Regions from separate parts of the Danio rerio genome. Here region 2 is linked to region 1. The links are chromatin contacts, called in public Hi-C maps. All regions are on one chromosome and are shown on one strand. Each heading gives the region's core, a stretch centred on a gene start, on an enhancer-like site or on the middle of the called end of the contact. The rest is flanking DNA. Distances are from core to core; before and after follow the strand shown.

Evidence for each region. A called contact is a pair of places that touch in the nucleus more often than the background predicts.
Region 2: a contact with region 1 is called in a Hi-C map of hematopoietic stem cells, with 3 times the contacts expected there. The contact joins the promoter of stx16 here to the promoter of rab22a in region 1. A contact is called at or near these places in 4 of 18 Hi-C or Micro-C datasets (caudal fin, embryo, hematopoietic stem cells and 1 more) and 2 of 4 datasets of contacts at active chromatin or transcription factors (caudal fin and embryo).

What each region holds. Positions count from the first base shown.
Region 1 is chr6:52,183,630-52,188,037 of GRCz12tu, forward strand. rab22a (RAB22A, member RAS oncogene family) reads left to right here and starts at 2,302. Exons shown (of 7, transcript NM_205719.2): 1 at 2,302-2,579. The coding sequence starts at 2,544.
Region 2 is chr6:52,355,762-52,360,169 of GRCz12tu, forward strand. It overlaps stx16 (syntaxin 16), which reads left to right and starts at 1,895. Exons shown (of 9, transcript XM_073954627.1): 1 at 1,895-2,358.

The DNA.
Region 1 (4,408 bases), core at 1,052-3,551:
ACTTTTTACTCATACTTTAAGTAATATTTACAACAGATACTTTTACTTTACTTGTGCTACATTTTTGGGCAAGTAATGGTACTTTTACTATGATTTTTCAGTACTCTTTCCACTACTGCTCATACTTTATTCATTGAAGTTATATTAACTGACAAGATCGGTTTGTGCAAGCAGCTGAATTCACATTCAAAAAGGAATTGGCAGCATATGTTTATACTGAATGATGCACTTTGTGTGACTGTGGAAAGTTAACAAACAGCATCAGTTCATGTGTGAGTTTGAGTCCATGTGTATTGCATACATATATGATTATTGTGAACATGCAGGATCCCTTGGCAAGGCTGTGAAGTTGAAAAGGTTGTAAATAACGTTCAACTCTCCAAAGGGTGCTAATCAATGACACACAGGTAGAGGTTGTGGAGGAATATAGGTATAGGAACAATTATGGACAACAGGTTGAAATTTGATCTAAATACACATACAATTGTTAATAAGGCTCATCAAAGACTGTTTTTATTGCTGAAACTCTTTGCTACATTAACTCTTTTAATGTAGAGAATGTTATTCTTAAGACATTTTACAATTCATTTATTGAAAGTATCTTGTCCTTTCCCTTTATTTGCTGGTTTTCTTCACTATCTATAAAAAACTAGAGTCGTCTTCAAGGCATCATGTGTTCAAAGATTTTGGGAGTTCCCCTGCAAAATCTTGCATACTATTACGAACAGCAGGTGTTGAGGGTGGCACATAAAATACTAGGAGACAGAGTCTATGCCCCTTGGTCGACGTCTAAGGACAATAAGATGTTCCACAAATCGTTATAAGTTTACTTTTGCGCTTGAAGCAATTAGGTTATATGTATAAGGTTAAATGTAGTTAATCAATTTGTGTACTTGTTGTTAAGTATTAATGTTTATTATGTTAAGTGTGTCATTTTTGTTATACTGTATGTGAAGCACCACCATGTCGAAATGAATTGCCCCCAGGGGATTAATAAAAAATAAATAAATAAATTCCACAGGTCAATTGTTTTGATTCATGAAACCTAATTTTATCATCAGACCATGCACTAATTCAATTTTGTAAATTTAGATTTGTTTGTAAAAGAGTTAGAAATTGTTTTTAAAGTAATCCTGCATTTCAGTAAGTAATATATATATATATATATATATATATATATATATATATATATATATATATATATATATATATATATATATATATATATATATATATATATAGAAAATTTTGGTTTAAAAATTTATTTAATTTATTAATTTATGTATATAAATTGTTGTTAATAAGGTAAGAAGATTAAGAAAATATATTTTCTTTTTATGTAAAGTTTCTGGTTTATAATTAACAAAATCAAACAAATTCTCAATTACAAAAAGAGAAGAAACTTTCCAAAGCAAGTTAGAATAACTGCATTGCCAAAGTAAGTGAACTACGAACTCAGAGTGTTGCTTGCAAAATGAACAATTAGTATCATTATCTTTTTTTATATCTTATGAAAGTATTCTCGGCATGAACGATGAATAGTTTTAAATAAAACTTCTCTTATCTTTCTGTCTAATAGTATTATTTGTATGTGATTTTTAGATATTTTTTCTTAAGACTATGTATATTATTGACCTTTTTAAAGATCAGTCTGTGATCCCTTGAACTTTGTTATGATGTTCTTGTATTTTCAGTGCAAGCAATAAATAAACAACCAAATAAATAAATAAATAAATAAATTTAAATTTAAATTTAAATTTAAATTTAAATTTAAATTTAAATTTAAATTTAAATTTAAATTTAAATTTAATTAATTAATTAATTAATTAATTAATTAATTAATTAATTGCACTGAAAATACAAGAACATCATAACAAAGTTCAAGGGATCACAGACTGATCTTTAAAAAGGTCAATAATATACATAGTCTTAAGAAAAAATATCTAAAAATCACATACAAATAATACTATTAGACAGAAAAGGAAAAATAATAGAATTATAGCATTAATAATAATAAAATAATAATACTATAAATACTAAATTAAACGAATTAAATTACAATAACATTTCAACAAATAACCATAAGGAAAGGCAACTAAAAACGAGAATTTTCTGCATAATATTTCAGGAATCTTAGATTTTTTTTTACCAAGTGATGACGCAATAATTTATTAGTGGAAACTGCTTTTGAACAGTTCAGTGAATCTAACTGTTCGTAAGAACCGATTCGTGGGCACGACTTCCCATAACTAGACTCGTTAACCGGAGTTCAAGATGGCGACCAGAGAGCTGCTAATATCGCAACTAATCGATCATTAACATAACATCTGAATCCTCGTATTACTTTAAACTGTACCAGTTATGTCAACATTCCTCATCGGCTTCGTATATATTACAAAAGCAGTGGATATCCGACACTAGTTGTGTGAACAGAGACTGTGTGTGTTGTTGTTTTTAGCTTACGTCAAATAGAAATAGTTGCTGAGCAGCTTTATGAAACTATTTGGAATGATTGGAAAGTTTTCATTAGTTTGGAGGTCAACATGTCGCTAAGAGAGCTGAAAGTATGCCTTCTTGGGGTAAGATTTCTTTCCCACTTTTTATGACTTGACGTTGCTATGGTGGATTGCATATTTAATGTTTTTATTGCTCCGTTGCTCGACTAACACAGCGTTATTGCTGGCTTTAACTTCCAATAAACCGTGACAGCGTTTTTATTCTGTTGTGAAAGCTTTGGTTGATTTCCAAAACATTACAGTAATATTTGTGGGCTGATGACGTATTAAACCATCCATTCAGAAGAAGTGTACAGTCAATGTTTAGAAAAGTCAGAGAAGTTAACTGTTACTTTTTAATCAGGGGATAACTGGGCTTAACGTTACCTCATCGATTGATAGTAGTTTTGTCAGGCTTTAATTCTTTATGTCAGGTTAATTATAATTCCATTTGACAAAATCGTTCACCTATATTTGACCTACACAGTGCAGCATGTATTAGTACATCCCTCACAAATCTGTCTTTTAAATTCCTATTTTTAATAGGACGCTACAATATTACATTTGTGCATATACATTAGATTAGTAAGTACTAAAGCCAAATCTGGAGCTAATCTAACATAAATACACATTTAAAATAGGAATAATCTAGAGAAAAAAGTTAAAAATTAAGTTTAAATTTTGTAGGTTGTAATTTTATTTAATTGTTTGGTATTTCGATTTCTAAATAAGTTTGTTGACTAAAATATTATTTTAATAAATATCTCTTTTTAATAAATTAATTTTGTTCAAATGCACTAAAACATTGACATGTCATGGGTCATGTAACTGTGAAACAATATAAATGTATAATAAAACCAATTCATATTAATGGTTGTGCAATTATATACATAGATCTAAAGTTTTTAAAGATGCATGCTCAACTGTTAAACTGTCAGCTTATGATTTGAATCCGGAAGAAAGTAGTTCCTCATACAAAAGGGTTTTTGAGACTCTCCATGTTTGATTTTGCTTTTATACACAATTATGCCGTCAAACTGTTGTATAAACGCAATATCACACTCGTAGCAGTGCGATATGGCTGTATATCGGCACTGGTGGGGGCACTAAGGCACTGGCCCTGCGGCCTTGTGCCAATGCACGCTTCCCACCAGTGCCGATATTGCTCATATATATATATACTGTAAAAAAATCAATACGTTTACGGTTTATTTTCGGCAGCTGGGGTGCCAGAAAAAGCATAAATAACGGCCGTTAAATTACAGAAATGTACTGTAAAATAGCAGCGGTTGAATTACAGAAATTTACCAGAAATTTTAATTTACAGAATCAGTTATTTCACGGTACTTCTTTAGTTTAACAGCCGTTATTTATGTTTTTTTTTCAACACCCCAGCTGCCAGAAATAAACCATAAAATTACAGATTTTTTTTACAGTGTGTGTATATATATATATATATATATATATATATATATATATATATATATATATATATATATGAATAATTAGGGACAGCTTGAAAATCTAAAAAAAAAAGTCATTCTGGTTTATAGCGCAATGTTTGTTTTATTCGTTTAACCACTGATGACATTTCTTTTAAATTTAAAATAAAAAGCTTGTGATTTAAATATTTTTTCATTGTTTTAAATAACAATGGCATGCTATGATTACGGGTGATGCAGTGGCGCAGTGGGTAGCACTGTCGCCACACAGCAAGAAGGTCGCTGGTTAAAGCCTCGGCTGGCTCTGTTGGCATTTGTTTGCATGTTCTCCCCATGTTCACGTGGGTTTCCTCCGGGTGCACTGGTTTCCCTCACATGTTCAAAGACATGTGGTATTTGAATTGGATAAGTTAAATTGGCCGTAGTGTATGTGTGTGAATGAGTGTGTATGGATGTTTCCCAGTGGTGGGT
Region 2 (4,408 bases), core at 645-3,144, 170 kb after region 1:
ACAGTGCCAGGGCTGATTTTTAGTCCCAGTCCGCCCCTGTAAGACATAATGGTAATGTTATGGTTGTTACATGACTGTATGTATTATTATTCTGTATATGTTTAAAACCAGCAGAATATACTATATATTTAACATGTCATGAACTTACAGTTATTCAAGAATCTGCCTAATAAAAATGTCCTAAGACAATAATGGGTTTGGTTTTGGTTTGATGTCAAACTACTGTAGGTTTTAGGTTGACTACAGCAGGTTTAGGCTACCTATATCAAGTAAAATGTCTCTTACTCAGGTTCTTTTAGCATGCAAAAGTCAAATTTAAGTATATAAAATACAGTTTCCAACAACAGAATTTTGTCTTGTGAAAATGACCAGTGGGGTGGTGAGAAAAAAGTTAATGGCAAGTTATATATATGAAGAAGTTGAACAAGTTGTCATAATATTTAATCATAATGCATTTTTCTATACATTTCCATTAGACTTTTTTTCTAAATCTAAAATTGGTAAATTACTCCCAGGTCAATCTGGACTTTTTCTAATAAAGGTGAGGTGCATCTGAAAAGAGATTGTGTCCTATGTTCACATTTCTACTTTAATTTTTTTTCTTTGTTCTATGCAGTGCTGTCTTTTCCTTTCTGTATCACAATGACATGATTTGGCAACAAATCACAGTACAAATCGCAATAAAATTAACTAAATTAGCCATATCAGAACATCCCTACAGAGTACAGTTATATTGACAACACGAGTAAGTCATTTGTCTTATCTGTACACAAGGACTTGTCATTCTGACGGCACTGACATATTGAGAGATGAACTAAAGATTTTAAGCAAGAGACTGGCTTTTGCGGGTAATCCATGCTGTTTTGCCATTTGTATGTGCTGTTTTGAGAAATGCACTTACTGTTTTGTAAATTTCAAAGTTCATGCAAAGACGAAAAGTCTGCGAAGACATAAATTTGTATTTTTATTTGCACATGTTCTTTTATAAAAAATAGTGTATACATAATTGGGTTTTACATTTTTTGGCTTAATAATTATTACTTTTTAGTCTACTCATTTTGATGTAACCATAATAGTACAAAAAAGAAGAGAGTCATGTATTTTAAAACAGATATTTATAAAAATCCAGTGGAATGGAACATCACAACCATGGTTTCTGCAGGTGTCAGTCACTATGTCAAATGTATGACTTTTTAAGTCTTTTTTTTAAAAAACACTTGTGAATTAAATTTTTACTACATGCTAAGGATGTTTTAATTGGTGTTACCAAACTTTTCAGCCCCCGAGCCCCAAAATAACAATGCCTGTGACTCGCGACCCCAATATTTCTCAGAGGTGGTTATAAATATACAAATGTTGCACACACAAAAACAGGCCTATAGTAACATGAGCATATTGCCAACATAAAAAGTGCAACAGTCTTAACAATCATAGGCTATAATTTAATAATCATTGATTCATTTGTTTAATTTAACATTAATCTCACCTCAATGAGCCTGGTTGACACCAGCACAAGTCTAATGGTTTAATGTTGAAGATCATCCTCAATGTTCAGTTGTGGCCTGTATTTATTTTTAATGTATTTGATTACCATAAAGGAGTCAGAAAGTTTAACCTGGTGCTATAAAATCAGTCTGTGTTGTTAATCTAACATACTATCTAATCTAATACATTATCCTATGACAAAATTAAAGGCTGATGGCTTTTTTTTTGCATGTTGTTGCTTTTTTAAATAATAAAATAAAATTCGAATGTAATTAATTCTTAAATATTACAAAACTGCTGTCGTCTAATAAAACTAAAAGGTTCATTAAGCTGCAAATATGAAAAGGTTAAGTATTTTAATACTGAATTCGATTTTTGCATATTCATTGTCCAAAGCGGAAGTTTCGGCGTGAGGTCACGTTACGTATTCCACGTCACGGAAGTCACAGACATGATCCATTTGCTCCCCAAACCGAGCGGAAAACTCGGGGTTTCGGCCTTGTAATGTTTTGGTACTTCACGGGATACAGACTCGGGACTGCGTTGGTCTAAAAAAGAGCCGAACTCTCTCGAGCTCGGAGGCGCTGGGTCAGTGGGCGAGCCTGCTGCTCGGTTTGCAGGCTAGCCCGCTAGTTCAGTAGCCGCAGCTGCCTTGGCGACGAGCTGAGTAACTAATCTAGAGACAGCCATCGAGGCAGCCCGCAGTTATTTCACTTTTCGCTCCCCTTTTATTGCATAGCCATGGCAACTCGGCGACTGACCGATGCCTTCTTATTAATGCGGAACAATGCAATCCAAAACCGGCAGATTTTGGCTGAGCAAGTGAGTACATACGACCCCCGTCGTACTCTGAATACACGTAGCAATGCTGCGGTGAGTCTAACGTTCATTGTCTGAATTGATTGTTTTGGCGTGTGTGGTTGTACGTGTGATTCAGAGAAAACAACTCTAGCTAGTTGTTCTTAGAAAACAACCCTAGCTAGTGATGTTTGTTGATGTCAACCGGCGCTGTCAGTTGTCCAACAAACCTCAACTTGTTTTGTTTGCTGTGAGAGGAGCTGGAAGGTGTGTGTGAACCTGCTAGCTGACCGTCAAACCAACGCATTTTGATTTACCTCAGCACACGAGAATGCCTTTGACTTGACTAAAAGGTGATGGTCGTGCTAGTTTAGATCATTGGTTCGTCTTTTAAAATATGACGCCCACTCCTTAAGTATACAGCTTATATGTTCGTGTATGAAGGCGCATGTATGTTTGTCTGGAGCTAAATAAGAATGTGGAGACGCTCTTTAACTGATTTATCTAGTACATATTATTGTATGATGATGTATGTTTACTTTTTAAAATTGAATTAAAATATTAATCATTAATGACCATTGTTAGAAAATACAGAACTGAATGGTGTACTCAAATTCAGTTTAAGCTACTGTTTAATGTTGATAGCATTTTGAAAAATTGATTTATTCCATGGTTAGAATTGCTTTAGTTTAATCCATCCTTGCTCAACGCAAGAATAAATACATTTTCATAAGTTCCTTAACTTTTCAACAGCAGTGAGTCATCGTGAGTTAAAATAGTTTTTCTTTGTGATCTAAAGCATACACATGAACTTTTCACATGCTTTCAATCACAGTAGCACGATATTGGGAAAATCTAACATTGCGATATTTTGTATTTTGTTACGTGAATACAGTTTTATTTGGAAAGAATTCCTCATTTTAGTTTAATTGGGGTGATTGGATCTCGAATAATGTGTAACAAATAACTTACAAGCTTAGGTAATCAAAATACAGCAAATATATAAGTGAATTCTAGTTTTCTGGAGAGTCTTAACAGTATTCAGGTACAGATAATTGAACAGTCAACATTGCATAGTCTTTATTCTATATAATGTAATCGTTAATAAATTTACAAACACTAACTTTTCTTGTGGCTGGATGTTTTAAACTCTGAAATGTTAAAAAGTTTACACAGTCAGAGGCTTTAAAGGCATAGTTCACCCAAAAATGAAAAAGTACTCATTACTTACCCTTTACTTGTTTCAAACGTGTAAGAGTTATTTATTGAGTTGCACGGTTTACTATGGTATTATCGCTATACTATGTCTCCAAAATACTGTCTGTGCCACTGTAGTTTGTAAACGGTAGTATCGTCATTTATGGTTTATCTACAATAGACAACGTTGCATGTGAAAAAGTCAATAAAACGCTTGCACGTTTGTGCAACAATAAACCATTTATTTTAATAGTCTGTAGAGCCCTTTAAGATTGCCAAACTGTGTCGAAAATGTGCCTTTTATGGTAGCCTGTTGCACGTTTCCTAACGCTTCAGTTTGAATAAACATTTAAATCGGTTCATTTCTGTTCCTATTAATATGATTAGCTACCACGACAATCTCTTTAAAAGAACGACTCACAAAATGAAATTTTGAAATACTTTGAGTTGTTTCCTGAGAGGACTAAAAACAAAGATGAAAAACCCAAAATAGCAACAGGAAACATTGAAACTATTTTTGACCACGTCATATAGCCTAATTTTGTTGGAAAAATGCTCTTTTGTAACAGATTTAATTTGGTATAATTTGTATCTTTATTTTAATGTGTTTTTGTTGGCCAGTTATCTACAAAATACACAAAAAGAATGAACAAACTTGAGGTGCAAATAATACTTTTTGGCCTTAAGGGAATTATGAATTACATTCAAGTAGGCCTATTATAACATAATATATAGTATTTCTGACAATTTCTATTTATTTTGAGTTATTAATTACAGTATCGCAATGCTACTTGGTATCGTGACACTTCAGCTGGTATAGTATCGTAAGATTAATTAATAATATCACCTAATAATAACCCTAGTTATTAAAATATTTTCTTTTCGTGTTCAACATAAAAAAGAAACACATAAACTTTTGAAAATAGTG